Regions from separate parts of the Mus musculus genome. Here regions 1 and 3 are each linked to region 2. The links are chromatin contacts, called in public Micro-C and promoter capture Hi-C maps. All regions are on one chromosome and are shown on one strand. The core of a region is the stretch at or near the end of the contact, and the rest is flanking DNA. Distances in the headings are between cores, read along the strand shown. Region 1 overlaps Gm33800 (a long non-coding RNA gene). Region 2 holds the start of Sec22c (SEC22 homolog C, vesicle trafficking protein). Region 3 holds the start of Limd1 (LIM domains containing 1).

Region 1 (2,700 bases), core at 109-2,608, 1.7 Mb after region 2:
ATGTGTGTATTTTGACTGCCGTCTGTGCTAAGAACTGAACTCCATTTTCTGGAAAAGCAGTGCAAGCTCTCAGCCTCTGAACCATGCCTCCAGCCCCAGTAACAATACATTTCTTAAATTAGTTTTAAATGTTAGAGTAGTTCACACCTGTGACCCCAGTCTCTGGGAAGCTGAGGCGAAATATTATGCCAGTTTGAGAAGAGTCTGGCTACATAGTAGGTCCTTGTCTCAAAAAGCCAAATATACATAATTATGTATTTTTTTAAAGTTTTAAAAGGAGAAGCTAGCTCACTCATTTAATCCTTCCCTTCTTTGGGAGGCAGACAGATCTTTGTGAATTGGAGACTAGCCTGGTCTACATAGTGAGTTCCAGGCCAGCCAGGATAACATGGGATCTTGTCTCAAAAATAAAAGTCTAGAGATACGGCTTGGTGGTAAAGTATTTGCTTAGCCGCCAGGCGGTGGTGGCGCATGCCTTTAATCCCAGCACTTGGGAGGCAGAGGCAGGCGGATTTCTGAGTTCAAGGCCAGCTGGGTCTACAAGGTGAGTTCCAGGACAGCCAGGGCTATACAGAGAAACCCTGTCTCAAAACAAAACAAAAGCAAAACAAACAAAAAAGGTATTTGCTTAGCATGTTCAAGGCCCTGGGTTCAAAGTGCATGCATGCACGCACACACGCACACAGGTACACACACACCTCTCCTCCCTAATGCAATCCCCTGGCTGCCCAGGTTACTAGGTCTGGAATCTAAACTCTCTTGTAGCCTGTAAGACCAGAATGGCTTGCCTCTCCACATTCTTCTATAACCCCCCCAGGCCCCAGCTCCTCCTTACCCTCCTCCTCCAGTCATAAAACACACTGGTTGGTTCCTGCCCCAGGACCTTGATCCTCTCCATCTATCCTTTTTCTGGAAGTTTCCTCTCCCAGATCTTCATTGAAATCCTCCATTTTGATCTCAACCTAACTTCCCTCTTGAAAGGCTGTCCACCTCAGGAATATTGTGGTGCGGTCTTTCCTCGGGGCATAGCAATCTTCCACTACCACCACCTTGGAGTACAAATTACCTTGGGTTGGTAGCCATGGCAACTCATTGAGCAAAACAATACAGTGATAAATGTACTTTAATGGAGCAGTTAACTTTCCTTAGAAGGAGACTGCCTAAGGTCCAGGGAACTTCACCCAGAATTCCAGCCATGACCCCTCCTTCTCCCTATGCCAGGCTGCGGGTCTCTGGATTATAAGAGAATATACCGAGAGGGGGACTCCAAGGTGAAGCTCCCATGAGCTCAGGATTCACTACTAGGCGGGACTTTCCCATGATGCAGTGTCACCCACGCTGCAGTGAGTAACTCTCATCTGTGCTCTGGAAGTTAGTCCAATAAACTCATTTGTCTTGCAAGTCAGACTTGGGTGGGATTGTTACTATGTTCATGTCTCCCCTGGAAAAGTTAACCACACGCCCAGCCCTTTCCACCCATCTAAACAGGAAGGACCTCCTCTGTGTTTCCATGTCTTGTCAGGTTTTCCCTAAAACCCATCAGCCTATAAACTGAGGGCAGGAGCTGCCCGGCTGCAGGGCTGCAGAACCACAGAACCAAGGCTGTGTAGCTTTTCTTTCTTCCTCTCTTCTTTCTTTCTTTTTCTTTTTGTTACTGTTGTTATTGTTTTGTTGTGGGTTTTTTTGTTTGCTTGCTTGTTTGTTTGAGGCAGGGTTTGTTCTCTATCCCTGACTGAACTGGAACTCACTATGTAGACCAGGCTAGCCTGGAACCCACAAAGTTCTGCCTGCCTCTGCCTCCCTAGTAAGGCTACCAAAGGTGTGAGCCATCATGCTGGTTTATCTCTTCTCTAAGCATGCTTCCCACAGCACTTGGGTTTTCTCCCCAACATTTGACTCCCACGCTCTCTATTTGAAGCCCCATCCTCACCATGTGTCTGACTTCCATGCCAGCTAAAATGATGTGGTCATTTCTTCTCCACCATTCTCCTCTTCCAGGCCTCTGCCAACATTTACAGCTGGCCTACTCTGGGCCAGCTGTAAACTCTAATAAAATTGGCCTTGAGCTTTAAAAAAAATTGCATGTGTGTGTGCAAGGGGGACTGGAGAGATGGTTAAGAGCACCGACATGGTGGCTCATAACCTTCTATAATTTGATCTGATGCCCTCCTCTGGCATGCAGGTATATATGCAAATAGAGCACACATACATACATACATACATACATACATACATACATACATAATCTTTAAAACTTAAAAAAATTGTGCATGTGCGTGCACACACACAAACACATGAGGGGCTCGAGAAATGATAGCTCAGTATTTCAGCTTATGTTAAAAGCACTTGTTGCACTGGCAGTGGTAGCACAGACCTTTAATCCCAGCACTCAGGAGGCAGAGGCAGGAGGATCTCTGCAAGTTCAAGGCTAACCTGAACTACATAGCAAGCTCTAGGACAACTAGGACTACATAAAAAGACTTTGTATCACTGGGCAGTGGTGGTGCAAGCCTTTAATCCCAGCGTTTAGGAGGCAGAAGCAAGTGGATTTCTGAGTTCAAGGCCAGCCTGGTCTACAGAGTGAGTTCCAGGACAGCCAGGAAAGACTTTGTATCAAAAAACAAAACAAACAAAACAAAAGCAAAAGCACTTACTGCTTTTGCCAAAGACTGAATTCTTTCCAGCACCTGCACTGGGCGG
Region 2 (2,700 bases), core at 88-2,587:
AGGTCTCTCCATGTACCGTGTCTATCCAGCTGCTAGGTTGGCACCCACTGTAGGCTTCTCCGCAGAGATGGAATGGATAGGCTCTCTCTGACTATATGGTGGTTTATGAGGGGAACATGCTCATGTGGTGACAGAGGCTGAGAACCAGGGGAGCCAGTTCTGGGGTTCACTGACTTGCACTTGGCCTCAGAATCAGGGGAGCTGGGACTGGGGATGTGGCCCAGTGGGTAGTGCTCTTGTCTAGAAGGCAGGAAGCCCTGGGGTTGAGCTCCAGAGCCACACAACCTTGCTGTGGAAGCACACACACATCGGTAATCCCAGCGCCCAGCAAATGGAGTTTGTAGGATAGCCTTCAGAGTCAGCCTGCTACACAGTGAATTCAAGGTCAGCTTGGGATACACAAGACCCTGTCTCAAGGGATAAAAATGAAGTATCCGTGAAGCTGATGATGTAACATTAGTGAGAAGCTGAGGTCCTGAGAACCAGAGCCGGGACGTTCCAAGGAAAGCCTGGAGTTCTGATGTATGAAGAGGGTGACAGGCCTGACCCGGGGTTTTGTAGTTCAGTTATTCTATCAACAGAGATACATCCTCAGCCCCACAGAGTTCTGTGCACAAGCAAATGTCTCTGAAACACACAAACTCTCCCTTGCCCAATGGCCTGAGACTTGGAGAAGCTTTTCCTGAGCCCCAACTCCAAGACAACTGTTCCTGTAAATTCTCTTTGGAACCCATGCTTCTGTGAAGCATAACTCGTGTTTAAACACCAGAATTCCTGCCTGGTGCCCTACCCCCTTCTCTTGATTTGGTTTCTGTGTTCACACTTCCTGTGTACGCAGTGCGCGGCAAACAGCGGTGCTCAGCACTTGTCAAAACAGTAAGGGCCTAACTGTGCTACCCAATCTCCCTCCAGCCTCATAGCGAGGTGTGTGTGGCTCAGGGATCGGACTTTGGCACCTCCTCCAGGCTGGCAGAAGGCTGTGCTCTTCGGATCCTCTATCTCGGGCCTCTTGCCCAGCTGCGTAGCCTGCAAGAACCCACGCCCAGGGAGTGTCACTCCAGTCACACGGGGCCTAGACGCCTCTGGAGAACAGCCCTGTCCGCTCCAGGCCAGGCATCGTGGGGACGTCGGAGCCTCTTCTCACCGCTCGAGGTGAGACTCGCACGTGGGCCTGGGGACCTGCGGAAGAGACGCGGGCTGAGGGGAGCAAACCCGGGCCAGCCCTGGTAGATTCACTCAATTCCCGGGTCTGAACAACTGGACAGCAGAGACGCCCCACGATTGGTCTGTTTGGCGTCGCTTAGCAGCAGCGAATGGGAGCTCACGGTGTGCGCATGAGCACCACATCCTGCCTCCTACAGCCGGGCCGCGGGTAACCTGCACCCCGCCGGCCGCCGGGGTGGGCTGCGGTGGCCGAGGCGGAGGTCGGCCGCGGGGGCGAGGTGAGGTTAGCGGGCCAGGCGGGCGTGGAGAGGTGGGGTCGGGGTCTAGGCCACCGGGCTGCAGCCCGGGCCGGTGGGACTCCGCCGAGGCCCGGCCCCCTGCACGGTGCGTACCGGCTGGGATGCGCTGCCCGCTGTGCCTGCTGCCCGGGGCGGGGCCGGGGCGTGTCTCGGGAGGGCGGGGCGGTGGTTCCCTTTATGTAGACTGAACTCTAGTCCTGTCACTTGCTTCTTTTGAGAGCAAACTTTCCTTAGTCTGCTGGTCTAGCAGAACTTGGCTTCTTCAAGGCCTGGTCACCCCTACACCAACTTTCCTGGACTTGGATAAGCCGGGACAAAGAACCTGCAGAGCAGAGCGGGGGTCAAGCTTGCAAAAAGCCAAATCCAGGGAAGGAACTGAGTTACCTCTGATGAAAGGTGCCGTTACAGTTTGCGGTCTTGTGAAACGGAGCCCCATGTAACTCGAGTTTGGCCTTGAGCTTGGGATCCTCCTGCCTCCACTCCCCGCCCCGCAAGTTCTGGGATCACAGGTGTATGGCCTCCATGCCCAGCTCGGTTGGTGTAGCGGGTGACAAGATCAGAGAAACTAAAGCAACCCTCAGTGCAGAGCCAATGCTAGAGCAACGTGTCTGTAAAAGTCTACACAGAGAGTTTATTCAGGTAAAGAACTTGTCAGGGAAATGAGAACGGGGACAGCTTTGCATAGCCTGACACTGATATACAGGATTCATTCGCACCGCAGCTTTCTCAGGAAGACAGTTGTAGACAGGTCCCTAGAGATGCCTCGTAAATGTTTAGTGGACAACAGAGAGGACATCTTGAGGTCTCATAAAGAATTTCAGATCAAGGCTGGGGTGATGGTGCACATCTTTAATCCCAGCACTCAGGTGGCAGAGATAGAGGCAGTGCATAGCCAGACAAGACAACTGACTTTAGAGTATAATACACTAGGTAAGGAGAGGTGGTTTTATTTTATTTTAGAGAGGGTCTCACTCTGTAGTCCTGGCTGGTATGAAACTTACTGTGTAGGCCATGCTGGCCTGGGTCTGCCTGCCTCTTCTAAATCCTGGGATTAACGGTGTGTGCCTCTGAGCTTTAACTCCAGCAGTTTACTCACCACTTGGTTCTGTTTTAGGCAGGCTGTCCTGCAGCCTAAACTGCCCTTTAACATGCCACTCGCCTGGGGGTGACTTTGAACTCCTGACCTTCCTGCCTCCACCCCACCCCCCAAGTGCTGATATTATGAGCTTAAGCCACC
Region 3 (2,700 bases), core at 63-2,562, 1.8 Mb before region 2:
AAAGGCCTGTTGGCTTCTCGCTGCTATGGCCACCAATGCCACCGTCCTGGCCACTGATGCCACTTTCAAAAGACCTGCCAGAGCACACTGTGGAGAGCTGTGGCTGGTAAGGGTGATGGTCTCCACAGGATTTGGGCAATGTGGAGTCATTCCCTGGGCAACCAGGCCATCCACTTCCTACACCCAGACTCACGCTGGGGCACCCTTCAGGTTTATCACCCCACTGTGGGCTTGCCAAAGAGAAATTGTCATAATAGTCTCCGTGAGTGAGGCAGGAAGGGTCTTCACAGGAGGGACTCAGGCCGTGTAAAGCAGGTCTCTGGGAACTCACAGGCCCCTCCCTGGAACCACAGTTCTGACTGCCAGGCCTTGCACCATGGGCAGATGGCCTGATCCTCTGCTCCTGAGATGGGTACGAGGGCTGCGCGGCCGCAGTGGTAGTAGCTAATCCAGGTGCCACTGTTGGCACAGCCAGAGGAGGCTTAGCGGCCCCATCTGCAGCCAGCTTGCCGCTCGCACCCTGACGGTTCCCACCGTTGACCGGGCTTCTGCCTGCCCTAGGTAGGGCCTCCTCCTGTAGGAGCTGCTGCTGTTGCTGCTGCTGGAGGTGGATTTTGGCCATCTTGGTCGCGAACACCCTTCGAGTTTCCTCAAATTCTGGGTTGTTGCCAGCACCCTTGTCCACCCGGAAGAGCCCATCCTTGGAGGCCTCATACATGTTCAGGTCCTCGATGAACTTACTGGCCTCAAGGCCCAGATCATCGTATTTATCCATGTTGTAGATCAGTGTCCGGGGCCTAGCCCTGGTTCAAGGTGTGAATGTGGTGGGGGAGATTTGGGTGCTGGCCGAGGTTTCAGGTCCAGCCTAAGGCAGATAAAGATTCCCACCTGCCCAGCAAGAAGGTCATGACTCCAAAACTCACAGTCCAGCCAGAGTTGAGGCCTTCAGGCCAGCGGGGCTAAGTTTACTTTCAGACTTCTTTTCCCCCGGGGAGCGTCCACGTGGGGGCAGAGCAGCCTTCAGCCGTGCCCGGCCTGCTTAGAAAAGTTCTCTTCTCCAAGTCACAAAACCCAAAACAGGCGAAAGAAGACAGAGAACGTCCACAGAAAAAAAGTAAACTCACATCCACGTCGAACAATCGAACTTGCAAACACACCGGGCAGCCCCTGGCCTGGGGCCGGTGGCCGGATCCAGCAGAGCTCACTGCAGCCGCGGCGCGCGGCCCATTGTCCGATGGCGGCGGCCGGCGGCGGGACGCGGAAGTGAGCGCGCGGGTCGTCAGTCCCGGGAGCTCGCTGGCCGGCTGCGCCCGCCCCGGGCCGCGCAGGGGCGCGGGCGGAGGCTCGGAGGGCGGGGCGGGGCGGGGCGGGGCGGAGGCTCGGAGGGCGGGGCGGGGCGGGGCGGGGCGGGGCGGAGGCTCGGAGGGCGGGGCGGGAGCGGGGCGGGGCGGGGCGCCCCCTGCAGGCCAGTGATGCGCACGCCGAGTTTTGGCGTCCCTCTCTGGGCACCGGGAGAGAGTTGCAATTCCCGCAGTACTTTTGCCGCGGACTGTTCAGTTTCCCGCCGCTGCTGGAGAGTCAAGGGTGCGCCAGGCTTCCCTCGGGTCCCCTCGAATGAGAGCATCTGTGTTGGACGTCCTAAGTGTGCCCAGAGAGGCTTGTCGTCCTTACTGGGTTTCTTGAACCCCAAGCAGTTCTCACCACTCCAGGTTGCCATGGCTCTAGATAACACACATAGCTCCTATGAGGTGACTGGGGATAGTTTACGTTTCCCACACAGCCGCCAGCGTGATCTAAAACCAATCCCAGGCCTGTCACTCTTGAACTTGAACCCTCAAGGCTTACTCCGGACTTATTTTGAAATCCCGCCTTCACTTCTACAAACAGGCCTGACTGCCCCGCCTACCCTCCCTCTGATTTGGGACCTTCCCTGCCTGAACTCCCGGTGGATGGAACTTCCTAGTGCCTGCCGAGAGCCTGCTGATCAGCTTCTGGTGTCTCTTCTTTCCTTCCCAGCTAAAATCACCTCCCCGTAAAGTTACCCCCACCCACAACCCCTTTGTTTCCTGCTTGGTTTGAACACTATTTAAATCCAGGGATACTGAAGTCACTGACCTGCAGGCTTTCTCCCATCTAGTTTAAATGTTTCCAGGTCTCTGCTCATACTACCTAATAGATGTAAATGTTATGCAAATAGTTCTCAGCAGTTTTGTTTGGTTTTGTTTTGTTGTCTTTCAGGAATCATGACAAGAAAATGAAATCTGTATGTGTTTAACATAAACACCTTTTCTTTTCCTGAGTATCTTGCCCTTGTTCAGATGTGGAGCTCTAGGTATGGAGGGTCAGCTCCAGCTGTTTATTTGTCTGCATGCCCCTTTTTGGTTGACAGCTAATCAGTTATCCACTTCATTACACCTGTATATGCGCAGGGTTTGGTTGAACATATGTGTCTTGGCAAATCTCTCTAAACTGTGACGAGGAACAAACAAGATAATATATATGGAAGTGCTTATATTCTTATATTCTATAAACACAAAAATGGTTCACTGTCCTGTAGACTCTGAAGGTTCAGGATATTTGTTGAAAATGAAGAGTTCCAGGCTCCAGCCCCAAACTACTAACCCCAGATTTGTGTTTTACGGCATCTGTGGGATGGGAAGACGATTTGCACAATAAAATTTGAAGAGTGAGTACTGCTAT

What was found. Promoter capture Hi-C pulls out the DNA fragments that hold promoters and counts their contacts. A called contact is a pair of places that touch in the nucleus more often than the background predicts.
Region 1: a Micro-C map of embryonic stem cells shows a contact between it and region 2, with 5 times the contacts expected there. The contact joins the enhancer-like site here to the promoter of Sec22c in region 2. A contact is called at or near these places in 2 of 39 promoter capture datasets (liver and pre-B cells), 1 of 484 Hi-C or Micro-C datasets (embryonic stem cells), 1 of 115 datasets of contacts at active chromatin or transcription factors (extraembryonic endoderm stem cells) and 2 of 9 other capture datasets (adipose tissue and liver).
Region 3: a promoter capture Hi-C map of liver shows a contact between it and region 2, with 4 times the contacts expected there. The contact joins the promoter of Limd1 here to the promoter of Sec22c in region 2. A contact is called at or near these places in 4 of 39 promoter capture datasets (embryonic stem cells, erythroid cells, liver and 1 more).

The regions. Positions count from the first base shown.
Region 1 is chr9:120,008,064-120,010,763 of GRCm38.p6, reverse strand. All of the region lies in intron 2 of Gm33800 (a long non-coding RNA gene), which reads right to left. Among named protein-coding and RNA genes, the nearest start is that of Xirp1, 14 kb to the left of the region's middle. Within about 2 kb of position 1,358, at least 39 of the 459 cell types and tissues checked have an H3K27ac peak or open chromatin away from gene starts, as enhancers often do. A contact at or near this core is called in embryonic stem cells, where this site is marked.
Region 2 is chr9:121,703,666-121,706,365 of GRCm38.p6, reverse strand. Sec22c (SEC22 homolog C, vesicle trafficking protein) reads left to right here and starts at 1,337. Exons shown (of 7, transcript NM_001164562.1): 1 at 1,337-1,442.
Region 3 is chr9:123,477,313-123,480,012 of GRCm38.p6, reverse strand. It overlaps Limd1 (LIM domains containing 1), which reads right to left and starts at 1,312. Exons shown (of 8, transcript NM_013860.2): 1 at 1-1,312. The coding sequence starts at 775.